Linked DNA regions of Mus musculus: regions 2 and 3 are each linked to region 1. A link is a contact called in public Hi-C and HiChIP or PLAC-seq data. All regions are on one chromosome and are shown on one strand. The core of a region is the stretch at or near the end of the contact, and the rest is flanking DNA. Distances in the headings are between cores, read along the strand shown. Region 1 overlaps Hivep3 (human immunodeficiency virus type I enhancer binding protein 3). Region 2 overlaps Hivep3 (human immunodeficiency virus type I enhancer binding protein 3). Region 3 overlaps Hivep3 (human immunodeficiency virus type I enhancer binding protein 3).

Region 1 (3,999 bases), core at 1,010-3,509:
CAAGGGCACCCCAGGAAGCTACACTAGGTAGCAGGCTTTAAGCTCTTGCAACCTGAGGTCTCTGTGGAGGCACATGGCTTCATAGTACATGGGGTGAGAGCCACCCAGGCATCCAGTTCCCACATGGGGCAGTTATGTTACAAGGGAAGTCTTCCTTAGATCACACTGGGGTCCTGTATTGTGGCCTGAATCTAAAATGTTTCCCACAGGCTCATATTTTGAGCATGGAGTCCCCAGGAGGTGGCGATGTTTGGAAGGTTGTAGAGCCTTTGAGAGGTGGTGCCCAGTGAGCCAGATAGAACACTGGGGAGGAAGCGTCTGGGCTATACCTGTCTCTGGTTCTGGTCTAGTTTTCTGCTTCATGGGCAACCACAGAGTGAACAACAGTTCCTCGCCACAATCTCACTACCTCAGTCAGAGCCCCATGAGGTGCTGAAATCATCTGAAACCCAAACCCAAACCTTTCCTCTCCTAAGTCACTCTGTAAAGTGTTTTGTCACGAGGCCAAGGAACGCGGCTGTCACACCGTCCTCTATAATTCCGTGAGTCATTCTACCCTATAGTGATGATCCACATCAGAAGAAGCAGACTCCAAATGCCATCCGAACCTTCCACCCTCCTTGCTATCCACATCTCCATTTCCCAAGGGGCTCTGCAGCACTCTGCGGGAGCAAGCGACACATTCAGAGGCAGCTGCGTGCCTGCTGTCACCTTGTGTTCCTGGGGTTTCTCCCACTTTGATATTCTGCCTGCATATCTTCTGTGCCCATCGTTAAGCCTGAGCCGACATGCGTAGGTCTGAAGCTTGTGGGAAAGTGTCCATTCTTTAGGTCAAGGTTATTCCTAAAGAGGCCTCCCCATCGGGATATCATCGTGGCCACTGCATCTTCCCTGCTTGTGGGTCTGCTCACGGCAGCTGCCTTCATTTTCTTGGCAGCTGTGGCTGCTGGAAGAACAGGTGTCAGGAGCGTAGCAGCTGGGAGTTTATCCCTGCCCTTCAGGAGCCTTTTACCTCTGGTTGTAAGTGCCAGCTAAGGGTGTTAAGGAAAGGAGATCTGAGAAGGATGGCTAGTGACAGGCAGGCCTCAGCTGGCAGAGCTCAGAGTCCTAGCTGGAAGGAAGGGGATTCACACATTCACACATTCACACACTTGGGGCCTGTCCTGCAGCTCCACACTGCTCCATCTTGAGAGAGGCCACTTTGACCAGCAGGGGACATGACCTCATCCCTGGGCTAGACTCTCAAGAAGATGCAGCTCTGTGCTATAGAATGTTCCTTGAGCAGAACCAGTTATGCGTGTGTTGTCTGTGTGTGGGCTCGAAAGAAGAGTGATAAACCCTTGCCTCAAGCAGCCAGGGACTAGGGAGGCTGAGTGACTAGGGAGGCTGAGCAACTCTCCTGGTAGAGAACTGGGGATGGGGGAGGGTGACGAGAATTCTATTTAGTGGAAGCTGGGGATTTTGTCTGAAAAGACTTCATGGAGGGGGTGTCCCTAGGTTGGCACTCAAAAGCTAAGGGGATATGTGCCCATGTTCCAAAGAGTGTCCAAAAAACTAACTAAAATAATATAGGTTTAGGCACATAATGGTGTATGTTCTCTTCTCATGCAAGAACCAAAGGAAGACGGCCCAGACATGGCCTATGGCAGCTCCACATTGGAGGAGTAGCCCAGGCTCCTTCTTTCTTACTGCTCTTCCAACCACAGAACATGGTTTTCATCCTGAAATTCACCTCATATTCTCAGGTGACTACAAGGTCACTGGCCGTCACCTCCGTCTTTCATGAAGGAAGCAGGGAAAGGTAGAAGTGGCTTGCTGCCAGCTGTGTTCCTGCTTGGTAGTTCTAGCCAATGCTTTGCCTTACGTCACATGGCCTAGACGGAGTAATGGAAGAAAATGGGCTTAGTAAAGGAATGAGGGGAGGGGTGAGTTTGTAAAGTAAAGTGCTCCATCTCGGCCAGGTGCGGTGAGCCAGAGGAGTCTCCCAGGAGCGGGTAGAGTATTCTGGGAGAAGACCAGCAGGTGTACAGGCCTGCTGCTGTAAGGATCCTGGGAGTAGACCATATGTGTGAGAATGCACGTGTGTGGGTGGGGTGTAAAAACACATGTCTGTGAGAGAGGGGGAATTAGCCAGATTTCACAGGATCGTGGCCAGTGGTTGGAGTCTGGCTTGGTTCTGTAGAGAAGAGTGAGTCACTGGGACACCGTCAGGGCAACATCGATCAGATCTGAGGTTTCAGCTCATTGCAACAGTGATGTTTCAGCCACAGGGGTAATGAGAAATGAAAGTGGAGACATTGTGTTAATGGGAACAAGGGGAGCACGAGGTGAATGGGGATCAAGCAGAGAGCAAAACTGCACGTTCAACCCGCAGACTTGTAGGAATGAGAAATGGGGCCACTGAGGGCTTGGGAGTGAGGATGTGACCCATAGATTCCGTGATGAAAGGCTTCCTGTGTGGGTTTTCGTGGGTGCAGTTGGGGGGCACTTAGCTCTTGCTCTTAGGGGAAGGAAAAGAGGGGCCTCATTTCTCCTTACTCACTTCTATGCACCCGATTCACTAGCCACCTTTAAAAGATTTATTTTTGTTTTATGTATACAAGTGTTATGCCTGTGGAGGCCAGAAGGGGGCAGCAGATTCCATTATAGATGATTGTGAGCCACAGCGTGGATGCTGGGAATTGAACCCAAGTCCTCTTGAGGAGCAGCCAGTGTTTGGGTTGTTGTTTTGTTTTGTTTTGTTTTGTTTTGTTTTGTTTTAGTATAGAATAGGGTTTATTAAGGGCATGAGGAGGGGAGTTAAGAAGGTTGTAGAGGCAGAGAAAGAAAGTAGAGATGTAGAGGATCATGAATATGTGTAGAAAGAGGCAGGAAGGGAATGGGGAAAGAAGGGGGAAAGGAAACAGAGCTGAGAGTTCTACATCTTGATCCTCAGGTAGCAGAAGGAGACTGTGCACACTGGCCAAATTTGACCTTCTTACACCCTCAAAGCCCACTTCTACAGTGACAGACTTCTTCCAACAAAGCCACGCCTACTCCAACAAGGCCACACCTCCTAACAGTGCTGCTTTCTATGGGCCAAGCATTCAAACTTGAGTCTATGGGAACCATTTCTATTCAAACCACCACATCAACCCAGACCTTTTACCTATTGTCTCCACTTGTGGCTTTGAGAACAGAAGCTCAGAGAGGTTATACAGTGTATCCAGGGTTGCACCGCTGGGAAATGCAAAAGTGGAGTCAGATGTTGAGGGCATTTGCTAAGCAGCTGCCTTTACTCCTTCGGGTGACTAGGATTTGTGTGTGGCCCTGTCTGCTGACAAGCCAAGTGCTGACAAGCTGCTTTTCCTGTGCTTGCAAAGGTGCTCCAGCAGGGCTCTGAGCATGCCAGAATTTGGAATGCCTGGGAGGACATGGTGGTGTGGGCCCCATCTGGTCCCAGGTGAGCTGCTGACTGCATTGTGACACTGGAAACTCTGAGCTTCCTCTCTCCAGAGTTTCTCCTCCCTGAGCCTCAGGCTTCAGTCTAAATCAATCTATCTTCCCCTAAAAGCCCGTGCATTCTACCTTCCCAGCCATGACCTGCTGTCTAGACCAGCATTTACACAAGTCCTTCCTTAAATGTGTTTGTTTGTTTACATGCATGAGTGTTTCACTTGCATGTATGTATGTGCACCACATGCTTGTCTGGTATCTGCTGAAGGCAGTAGAGGGCACCAGGTCCCCTAGAACTGGAGTTCCAGATGGTTGTGAGGAAACTGAACCCAGGTCCTCTGCAAGAACAGCAGATGCTCATAACTGCTAAGCCATCTCTTTAGCCTCTATGTGTTGACCTTTAAAACCTTAGCCTTGACCTAAGACGTGAGGTTTATAATGGCATGAGTTTTCCTTTATGTTACATTAAAATGAATTTAGTTGATTAATAAGAAGCTGAAATTCTCTTCCTAACAGTATAGGCAACGAATGCTGGGCTCAGGGTTTTTGCACCCACAAAATCAT
Region 2 (3,999 bases), core at 914-3,413, 120 kb after region 1:
TTAAGGGCCAGGGCTCCACCACCCAGTGTGCACCGTGAGCCAGGTGAGAACGCCTGTGATTTGACGATGTGATATCTCACCGGGCATGGCTTCACCCCATGTGCTGGTCCTAATCTTGCCCAGGCCATCTGGCTCTCACTCCCGTGGATAAACTCTGCCACCTCCTGCCTCCTCCGACATATCAATGTCCCAGAAGGGGCAGGGTCCCTGTGCAGTTCAAGCTCAGCCTCCTTACCCGGCTTATATGATGTACATTCTTTTAAAGATGGTGCACAATAGAGGAAGCGATCAATAACAGAAAGGGGGATTTTCGGGGGGACTTTCTTTATGGGTTAGATTACAGGGGCCATGGGAAGACGTGAGAACCGACTCATTTGCAAATGGAAGGATGGGTTCAACTTGTCCCTCAGACTCTGCCCTGCCCTACTTCTGACCATTTTTAGCCTTGATCAAGTGACCTGAGTCTCTGAACCTCTGTTTTCTTGGCCATAAACAAGGACTATGCAACCACTTGACAGGACCCCAGTTCCATGCTATGACCTTGGTGGAGAGCCTAGAACAGTGCCTAGTACAGAGGAAGCAGCAAGCTCACCGTTATCACACATGCAAAGAATTCCAATAACAGAGTAAAATAACAGCCACGTGCAAAAATAAGCAGATAGCTCCCAAGGTGAAAATGGCCCCTAAACACATGATACTTGAACTAAGTCCAAGGGACTGGGAGTTTAAGTGGGATTATTTTGCCTAAAAATGGCCAAAAAAAGAAAAAAGGAAAAGGAAAAAAATGTATAGTGATGCATAGAAATCAAATGCTTGCAAAGACCTAGGGAACTCGGAAGGCTCAATTGTCGTGAATGAAGGCTTTCAGAGGACATACTTGCTTAATCAGGCCAATCCCAGATCCAGAGAGACCTGTGTGTAAGGGCCTTTCCTGTAGCATGTTGTGTGTCAGAGGACTGACAAGGCTCTTCGTGCCTGGCTGAGGCTATGCTCAAATAGTAGTGTGGGATGTCTTGCATCCATTATAAAGAAAGATGTGTCCCTTTGGGGCCAGCCAGGAAGGAGAGTCAGGGTATACTCCTCACCAGAAGAAGGCTTCCATGCAATGTGTTCTGTACAATCCTGTGCTAACCCAGAACATGTTCAGGTTAGTGCAGACTAAGTGTGGCCCTGCACATGAAGAGTGGTTTCTGTGCTCATGGAAGCTGCCTCAGAGAGGAGTCGAATTTGAGAGGGTGGAAGAGACACTGTCAACCTCATAATACCACTCTCTTTGTGTGTGTGTGTGTGTGTGTGTGTGTGTGTGTGTGTTCATACATTTATTTAATTTAATTTATTTATTTTGGTTCTTATTTATTTATATATTATTTGTTTATTTATTTATGGTTCTTTTGTGGTAGGGCTTCACTTTATACAATCTGTAGCCTAGGCTGGCCTCAAATCATGATAGTACTCCTGCCTCTGCCTCCCAAATTCTGCGATTATTTGAGTGAGCCACTATGCCTGACTTGAATATGTATTTGTTTTGTTTTGCAACAGAACTTCATGCAGGTCCAGCTGCCTTCTGTATTTCTATGTAGCCTAGGATAGCCCTGAAGGCCTAGTCCTTCTGGCTTCACTTCCCAAGTGCTGGGATCAGAGGCATTAGTTCCCGTGCTCAGGAACATGAGCATTTTAAGTAAAGACAGTTAAAAAGAAAGACAGAAAGAAGAAAAGGAAGTAAACCTCTGATGTATAGGATTAGTGTGGTGCTGAGTCATGGTGGGCATCACACCTGGTGCCTAGCACCTTGTGAGTGCCCCATGAACATCTCCCCCGTCTTCTTTTTTCCTCCATGGAGGTTGGTCCTTCCTCCACCCCTGAATTTCCACTTAGTGTTTTCCCAAACTTAGTAAGTATTCAGTGGCGATTACAACAGTGTCAGCCACTCTCCTGCGGTGTCACCCACGTAGAGCCACTTGTTCAGAGAACCCATCTGCCTCTCACCTAGACAGCCTCAAGGCTCCTTTCTTCATTGTGAAGAGAAGGCTGTCATCTAGCCACCCCTTCCACGCCTCCTGTCTCTCCCACCTTGCAGTATGGGCCCTCTGTCACCCCACATGCCCAGGGTGAACCTCAGTCGTGTGGATCATGTCTGGCTCGTTTCTCTTCTGTTTCTGTTCACAGCCAGGCTTTCCAACCCCCGGGGATGTGGGCTTTCCTGGTCCCCTTCCCCCACCAGCTTCCACCTGGCCCTGATGAATTCCATCATGCCTGCTTAAAATCATCCGACTTCCAATTTGCTAATTTAATTCTAGTCTTACAGAATTTTGGCAACCCTGCCAAGCCGGGTGCCAGATGCAGATTTAATGAGCATATTTTCAGTTCTTTCTTTCCTGTCTCCATGAAGATGCTGAAGGGAATGGGCTCTGGACTTGCTCCCAGGATCCTGCTTCCCTGGAACACCCTTGCTTGCCTTTGACCCAGCACCTCAGGGTAAGGCCCTCCTGCCAGAGCTCTCCCTAGCTGCCCGGAGAGGTCCTGGAGAAGAAGCCATCATTGTATCCTGCTACTCATCCTAGACACCCCAACCCACTTCCCAGCATTTGGGCCTCACAGGAAATGTATTTGGAGAAAATTGCTTATTTCCTCCAGCCCATGTCTTCCTGTAGCCATGTGCAGCTCAGCAGATGTTTGCAGATGGAGGTTTTAGCAAACACACACTGAGCGCTTTCTAGCATGGACCATCCACAGCCTACAACAGGATTATGGCATGGGGGACTGTGACCCACACTGGCAGGCTCAGACCATTCACACTGGTCACCTCATTTGAACCCATACCCTCTCCTTACGGGAAACATCTTCACCCCCCCCCCAGGGGAAAGACTCAGAGAAGTCGGGTGGGCGGTTCGAGGCCATAGAGTGGTGAGCAGCAGAAGTGGGACTCTGCTTGAGGCTTTTGATGTTAAATATAGAGCTCTTTCCATTGACCAGGAACAGTGACTCAGGGCCTGGCACTGCTGCCTGTGATCCCAATGTAGTCACTGCTCATGACCGGTCAGAGCAGGCTCATATATACAGATGCACCTGCTGCCCCACACAGATGTCCTAACAGTGCAGACAAGGTCATGGAGCCTGAGTTTTGGGAGCTGTAGACACCGAGTATACAGTGCTTAAGGGATCTAACGGGAGGCACAGCAACCTGGATTCTAAGCTGCAGCAAGAAAGGCCAAAGGGGGCCTCACATGGAGCTTCCCTGGAAGAGAAACAGGTTGGGGTGCCCCAAGGAAAGCCTTGCCTTAGGGCAGCTTTATTCCCTTTCTGAGCCTTGGCTTTGCTTGGGCGTGAGTTGAGGTTGGCTATCTCATGATGTTTTAGATAGTGGAACCTCCTCTCAGACCCTTAACTATTTTTTTTTAACCCAAATAAAATCATATACTGAATTCCCATCATATAACAGAGGGGCAAAATTGAAGGTATCTTGAGTCACATGTGGCTTTGCAGGGAGCAAGTTGGAAATTTTTCATTGGCATCTGTCATTGTTGCCAATGTGTCTCCTCCCCTCCCCCACCACACACACCCTCCTCCCTGGGTTAGATTTGTAGCTGCAGCCTCAGGGCTTTGCAGCCTGGAGAAGGCAGTGTGACCCGACCATTTCTCCTCTCCGGTCTCCATTTCTCACTCCCAGTCCTCCCAGGTAAAGACTAGATAAGCCGATGCAGAGTTCCTTAGCACTTGCCCAGCTCAGTACCCAGACGTTCATGTCCTCGACTGAACTAGATGTGAGGTCAGAATCAACGGTGGTGGGGTGCTCCTGAGACCACCTAGAACAGCGCTGCCTGCGTGCTCAGCCTTACTACAGGGGACTCTGGTTCTCAGGAGCACTCAGGAAGAGCCTGGGAGGAGGAACATTTTGCTGAGCGTTACCAACAAGCTTCTCAAGACTGGAAGAAAAAGAGGGTGGGCACAGGGTAGAGGTAGAGCTGGCGGCCCACGGGGAGAACAGTCCCCTGGCTGTGG
Region 3 (3,999 bases), core at 1,100-3,599, 100 kb after region 1:
GAGTCATGAGATTCTGTAAGATCCCGATATCCGGGAGAGAAATGGGTGTGTGTGTGTGTGTGTGTGTGTGTGTGTGTGTGTGTGTGTCTGTGTATTTGTTGTAAGAAGCTGATTCTCATGTATATGGTGATCAACAAGTCCCAAGATCTGTTAGAGTCAATTTCAATCTGAAAGCCAAGAGAAGAACCAATTATTTCCTTCTGATCCCAAAGCCTTGGAAGATGAGCTGCTATTTTTGTGGGCCAGCAGGAGGGTCTGGTCCCCTCTTCCTTGGCTTCCGTGTCCTAGGTATGCCCTAATTGGCTGGATGATCCTCACCTACTTTAGGGAGAGAATGTGCTTGACTCAGTCTACTGAGTCACAGATTAATTTCATCCAGGGTGTGTCCCTCACAGACACACCCAGAATAATACTTGGCCATCAAAATCCAATGCCAGCCAACCTGGCACAAAATTAAATCTCAGCTACTCTTCTCTGCCCTCACTGCAACTTTAAATGTAGAACATTTAGTATACAACTATAGCATTTTATACATAAACCCCATAATACATTTGGCCCATTGTCTGCACTGGTCCTCCTGCCTCCTCCTCAGGTCTTGTTCCTCATCACAAATAGCCCCTCTCTGATTCCACGTTTCTATGTGTATGTACATGTGTATACACATGACTAGATACAGTTTTTCGGGAGAGAGAAGATATGGTACATGTGTGTGCTCCCTCCCTACGTCCTGTCACTCCCTCTTATAGTCCCACCTTTGCTGGAGACTCCCAGACCCCCTAATTCCCCCTCTCAGGCCCAGACTTAGACATCAAAGAGGCTACCTTCCCTCCTAAGATCTCAGCCCTTCCTCTCTGTACTCAGTCAGGTGCGCCAGGGTGCCTGTGGGACCCTCATCCTATGGTCAGATTTCCAGGAGTCAGTACATGAGAGGCAAGTTACAGGAGATTACCATTGCTATGAGAGTTTGTTTTCCTATAGAGTAGCTGATAGTGGGAGGAGCCTGGAGTCCCCCAGGGACCGATGGAGGTTTGCCTGTTTTCCTAGGCTGCCTGTTCTCCTAGGCAGTGGGGCACACAAGGAAAGAACCTTTCAGGTTCCACATGTGTTGAGCATCCACTAAGCACCAAACATTGCCCCTTGTTGGAACTCACAAAATCCAGGGTGGGGGAGAGGGCTTAGGCAGAAATACTTTAGTGGAATCGGAGTTTTGAAAGTGGAGGTTTTAAATCCAGTCTTCAAAACCAGAGGAAAACACAGCACGGGAAGGAGAGTGGATTGCGTTCCCTAAATGGTCAAGGAGCATGATGAGCCTCTACAGGGGAAGGTACAAGGGACAGAAACACAAGGGATGAAACAGTACAAGCAAAGACATGGCAGAAAGAGTCCTGTGAGCTGCCTTCCTGGGCCAGGCCCTTCCTGGAGGAGGATGGTTCTTCCCTGGGAAGACCCTGAGGCTGAAGGATGGAAGTCTAGAGATGCCCCTCCTGCCTCAAAAGCCCAAAGGTTCCAGTCGGGTGGAGCAAGACACCCATGTGCCTTTGTTATTATTGGACGAGGCTCCTGAAAGTAGCCTGGGAACCAGCCCCACCCCCTCCCATTCTCTCTTCTTCTCTTCCTCCTGTTGTCAGTTATTTTCCACAGTACAAGGTCTTCCTGAAACTGGCTGTTACCCACCAGGGAGCAGGATTTGTCTCCCCCATGGTAGCTGCCTACACCTTGACCCTGACTCTCGACCCTGAGCTGGTCATACAAGCCGTATCTATCACAGTTGGACAAAGGGCACCACAGCACTATTCCAGAGTTCCCATCTCCCTTTTGCTACTCCGAGCCCCCCACCCCACCCCACTGCACGACTGTTACTGTTCACCTTGTGTGAGCGTTATTCCTGTGACTTATTCTTCATACTTCCCCGTCCCTAACTGTATGAGCCACGAGGACAGAGCCTAGGTCATCAGTGTCCGCAGATCTGGAGAGGAGGGAGGGGGCGGGACTTCCTTTACTGAGCACGCTCTGCGTGCCAGCTTCAGGGCTTGGTGCCTCAGATCCCTTTTTACCTTTGATTCTGTTAGCTCTCACCTAGTCCTAGGAACCATGTCCTGGGATGCGCCCCCCCCCCACACCTCATTTTACACCTGAAGAAACTGAGCTTGACCTTTGGAACTAAGTAGTGATAAGCACTGGGCTAGGACCTGTGCCTCAGTCTGAGTGAATCCAGACCCCCAAATACTTGCTCTGATGCTGAGCACAAGGCCCTGGATAGAAGAACATTTGTTATTGACAACCCAGCCAGTCCCTTGGCTGGGGAAAGCCTGCTCTCAGAGATGCCAGGGGAATGTGGCTTGACTCATCTCATTTCCTGGAAGGGAAGGCCCTGCCTTCTCCACCTGGGGCCTCTTGGTAGGGAGGGCAAACCCTGTGGGAGTCCCTTTCAGAAATACATGTGAGAATCCAGAACTGAGGCAGGCCCAAGGGTCAGCAGAAAATGGAGAAGATCCTCCTGTCCTTTGGGGGAGTGGGGGAAATCATGGACTGGAGGTTAAGTGGCCTCTCGCAGTGGCTGTTTGCTGAGCAGGACGACTGTAAGGGCACAGCGTGATGCCCAACGTTCTCTGCATGCCTGTGACCTTCCTGGGACTGACATGTGCTTGTGAGATGTAGAGTCTAATGTGGCACCTAGTGAAGAAAAGAGTGCAGAGGAGGACCAGGCCAGCACAGCCAGTGCTGGGCACAGCCAGTCCCATCTGGGGACTGGGGATGCCCTTGATGCTACGTACGTAGCAACTATGAAGACACAGATGAGAAGCTAATACAGGGTTGTATATGCGAAGTGTACTTAGCAGACCCAGAAACTCCTAAAGCTTCAGTGAGGTGAGAAGGCCACATGGATAAGGACAAGGTGCAGACAGCATGTCTGAGAGGGGAAACTGGGCTTTAATTCTCAAAGGCACTAGGAAAGGATGCTTTAGCCTGACAGGGTCTCACTTGATTTTGTCTAAGAGTATCTCACATGTTCAGAGGGATTTAACAGAGCTGCCCAGGCCTGGTATGATGGACATACTCCCCTTAATTCACTTAGGAGGTAGATAGAGGTGCAAGCAGAAGGATTTTTGTGAGTTTGAAGGCAACTTGATCTACATAGTGGGTTTCAGGCTACTCAGAAAAAGGAAAGAAAGAAAGATAAGACCAGCCTGAGTGGGGTGGTAGAGCGAGGCCCAGTGTGACTTGTTGGCCTGAAGTAAGGCAGCAAAAGTGAACAAGAGATGCTGGTTTCCGATTTGCCATGATGAACCCCTGTTCACGAATATAAGCACGATGAGGAGGCTCGGATTCTAGATCACAGTGTGAGGACCGGTGGTGACTGGTGCTGTGTACTTAGCCTCTGCTAGATGCTGGGTACTCTCTTTCAAAAGTCTGTCAAGCTACCTTAGCTATCTTGTTAAAATGTCACAAAAGCCTTTCAAGATGAGGTAATCAAAAGCAGTGAACATCCCCAGGAACCCCGGTCCACATGGCTCAAGGCCTTTCCTGTCACCCACAGCCACAGATTATAGACTGGATCAGGGAGCTGGGGGGCTGGCTGGCTGCACAGTGCTCAGGCAGGAAGAGAGGCTTGAAGGGAATCCAAAGGACACCCAGAGAGATGCTGAGACCTCCAGCATTCTCCCCAGGAGAGGCAGGGAATGCCAAACGCATGCATGAACTAACTCTCTCTCTCTCTCTCTCTCTCTCTCTCTCTCTCTCTCTCTCTCTCTTTCTCACACACACACACACACACACACACACACACACACACCCCACACCACAAAACACATACACATAAGCACACATACAGAGAGAGAGAGAGAGAGAGAGAGAGAGAGAGAGAGAGGAGAGGGATGGAGGGAGGGGCACAGAGAATCTGAGTCTAGAAAATGATAGCCACAGGGGAAAAGAGGTGGAAAAATGAATGACTGATAGGAAGAAGACCTAAACAAAAATAAGCCAGGGCCCTCGGGGCGG

Evidence for each region. Hi-C and Micro-C count contacts between places; a contact is called where the count stands out from the background. HiChIP or PLAC-seq counts read pairs in DNA pulled down with a chosen protein or histone mark.
Region 2: a BATF HiChIP or PLAC-seq map of CD8 T cells shows a contact between it and region 1, with 13 read pairs. The contact joins two enhancer-like sites. A contact is called at or near these places in 5 of 15 datasets of contacts at CTCF or cohesin (CD8 T cells, the NIH/3T3 cell line, large pre-B cells and 1 more), 24 of 484 Hi-C or Micro-C datasets (B cells, the C3H10T1/2 cell line, CD8 T cells and 17 more), 22 of 115 datasets of contacts at active chromatin or transcription factors (the 230-238 cell line, CD8 T cells, the NIH/3T3 cell line and 16 more) and 2 of 9 other capture datasets (adipose tissue and embryonic stem cells).
Region 3: a Hi-C map of CD8 T cells shows a contact between it and region 1, with 2.6 times the contacts expected there. The contact joins two enhancer-like sites. A contact is called at or near these places in 1 of 39 promoter capture datasets (hippocampal neurons), 5 of 15 datasets of contacts at CTCF or cohesin (CD8 T cells, the NIH/3T3 cell line, large pre-B cells and 1 more), 23 of 484 Hi-C or Micro-C datasets (the 3T3-L1 cell line, 3T3-L1-derived adipocytes, B cells and 17 more), 21 of 115 datasets of contacts at active chromatin or transcription factors (the 230-238 cell line, CD8 T cells, the NIH/3T3 cell line and 15 more) and 2 of 9 other capture datasets (adipose tissue and embryonic stem cells).

The regions. Positions count from the first base shown.
Region 1 is chr4:119,920,967-119,924,965 of GRCm38.p6, forward strand. All of the region lies in intron 1 of Hivep3 (human immunodeficiency virus type I enhancer binding protein 3), which reads left to right. Among named protein-coding and RNA genes, the nearest start is that of Hivep3, 110 kb to the left of the region's middle. Within about 2 kb of position 2,260, at least 22 of the 459 cell types and tissues checked have an H3K27ac peak or open chromatin away from gene starts, as enhancers often do. A contact at or near this core is called in CD8 T cells and Th2 cells, where this site is marked.
Region 2 is chr4:120,043,053-120,047,051 of GRCm38.p6, forward strand. The region is part of intron 2 of Hivep3 (human immunodeficiency virus type I enhancer binding protein 3); the gene reads left to right. Among named protein-coding and RNA genes, the nearest start is that of Gm38632, 12 kb to the left of the region's middle. Within about 2 kb of position 2,164, at least 35 of the 459 cell types and tissues checked have an H3K27ac peak or open chromatin away from gene starts, as enhancers often do. A contact at or near this core is called in CD8 T cells, where this site is marked.
Region 3 is chr4:120,025,517-120,029,515 of GRCm38.p6, forward strand. The region is part of intron 2 of Hivep3 (human immunodeficiency virus type I enhancer binding protein 3); the gene reads left to right. The region is part of intron 1 of Gm38632 (a long non-coding RNA gene); the gene reads right to left. Among named protein-coding and RNA genes, the nearest start is that of Gm38632, 5.9 kb to the right of the region's middle. Within about 2 kb of position 2,350, at least 16 of the 459 cell types and tissues checked have an H3K27ac peak or open chromatin away from gene starts, as enhancers often do. A contact at or near this core is called in CD8 T cells and Th2 cells, where this site is marked.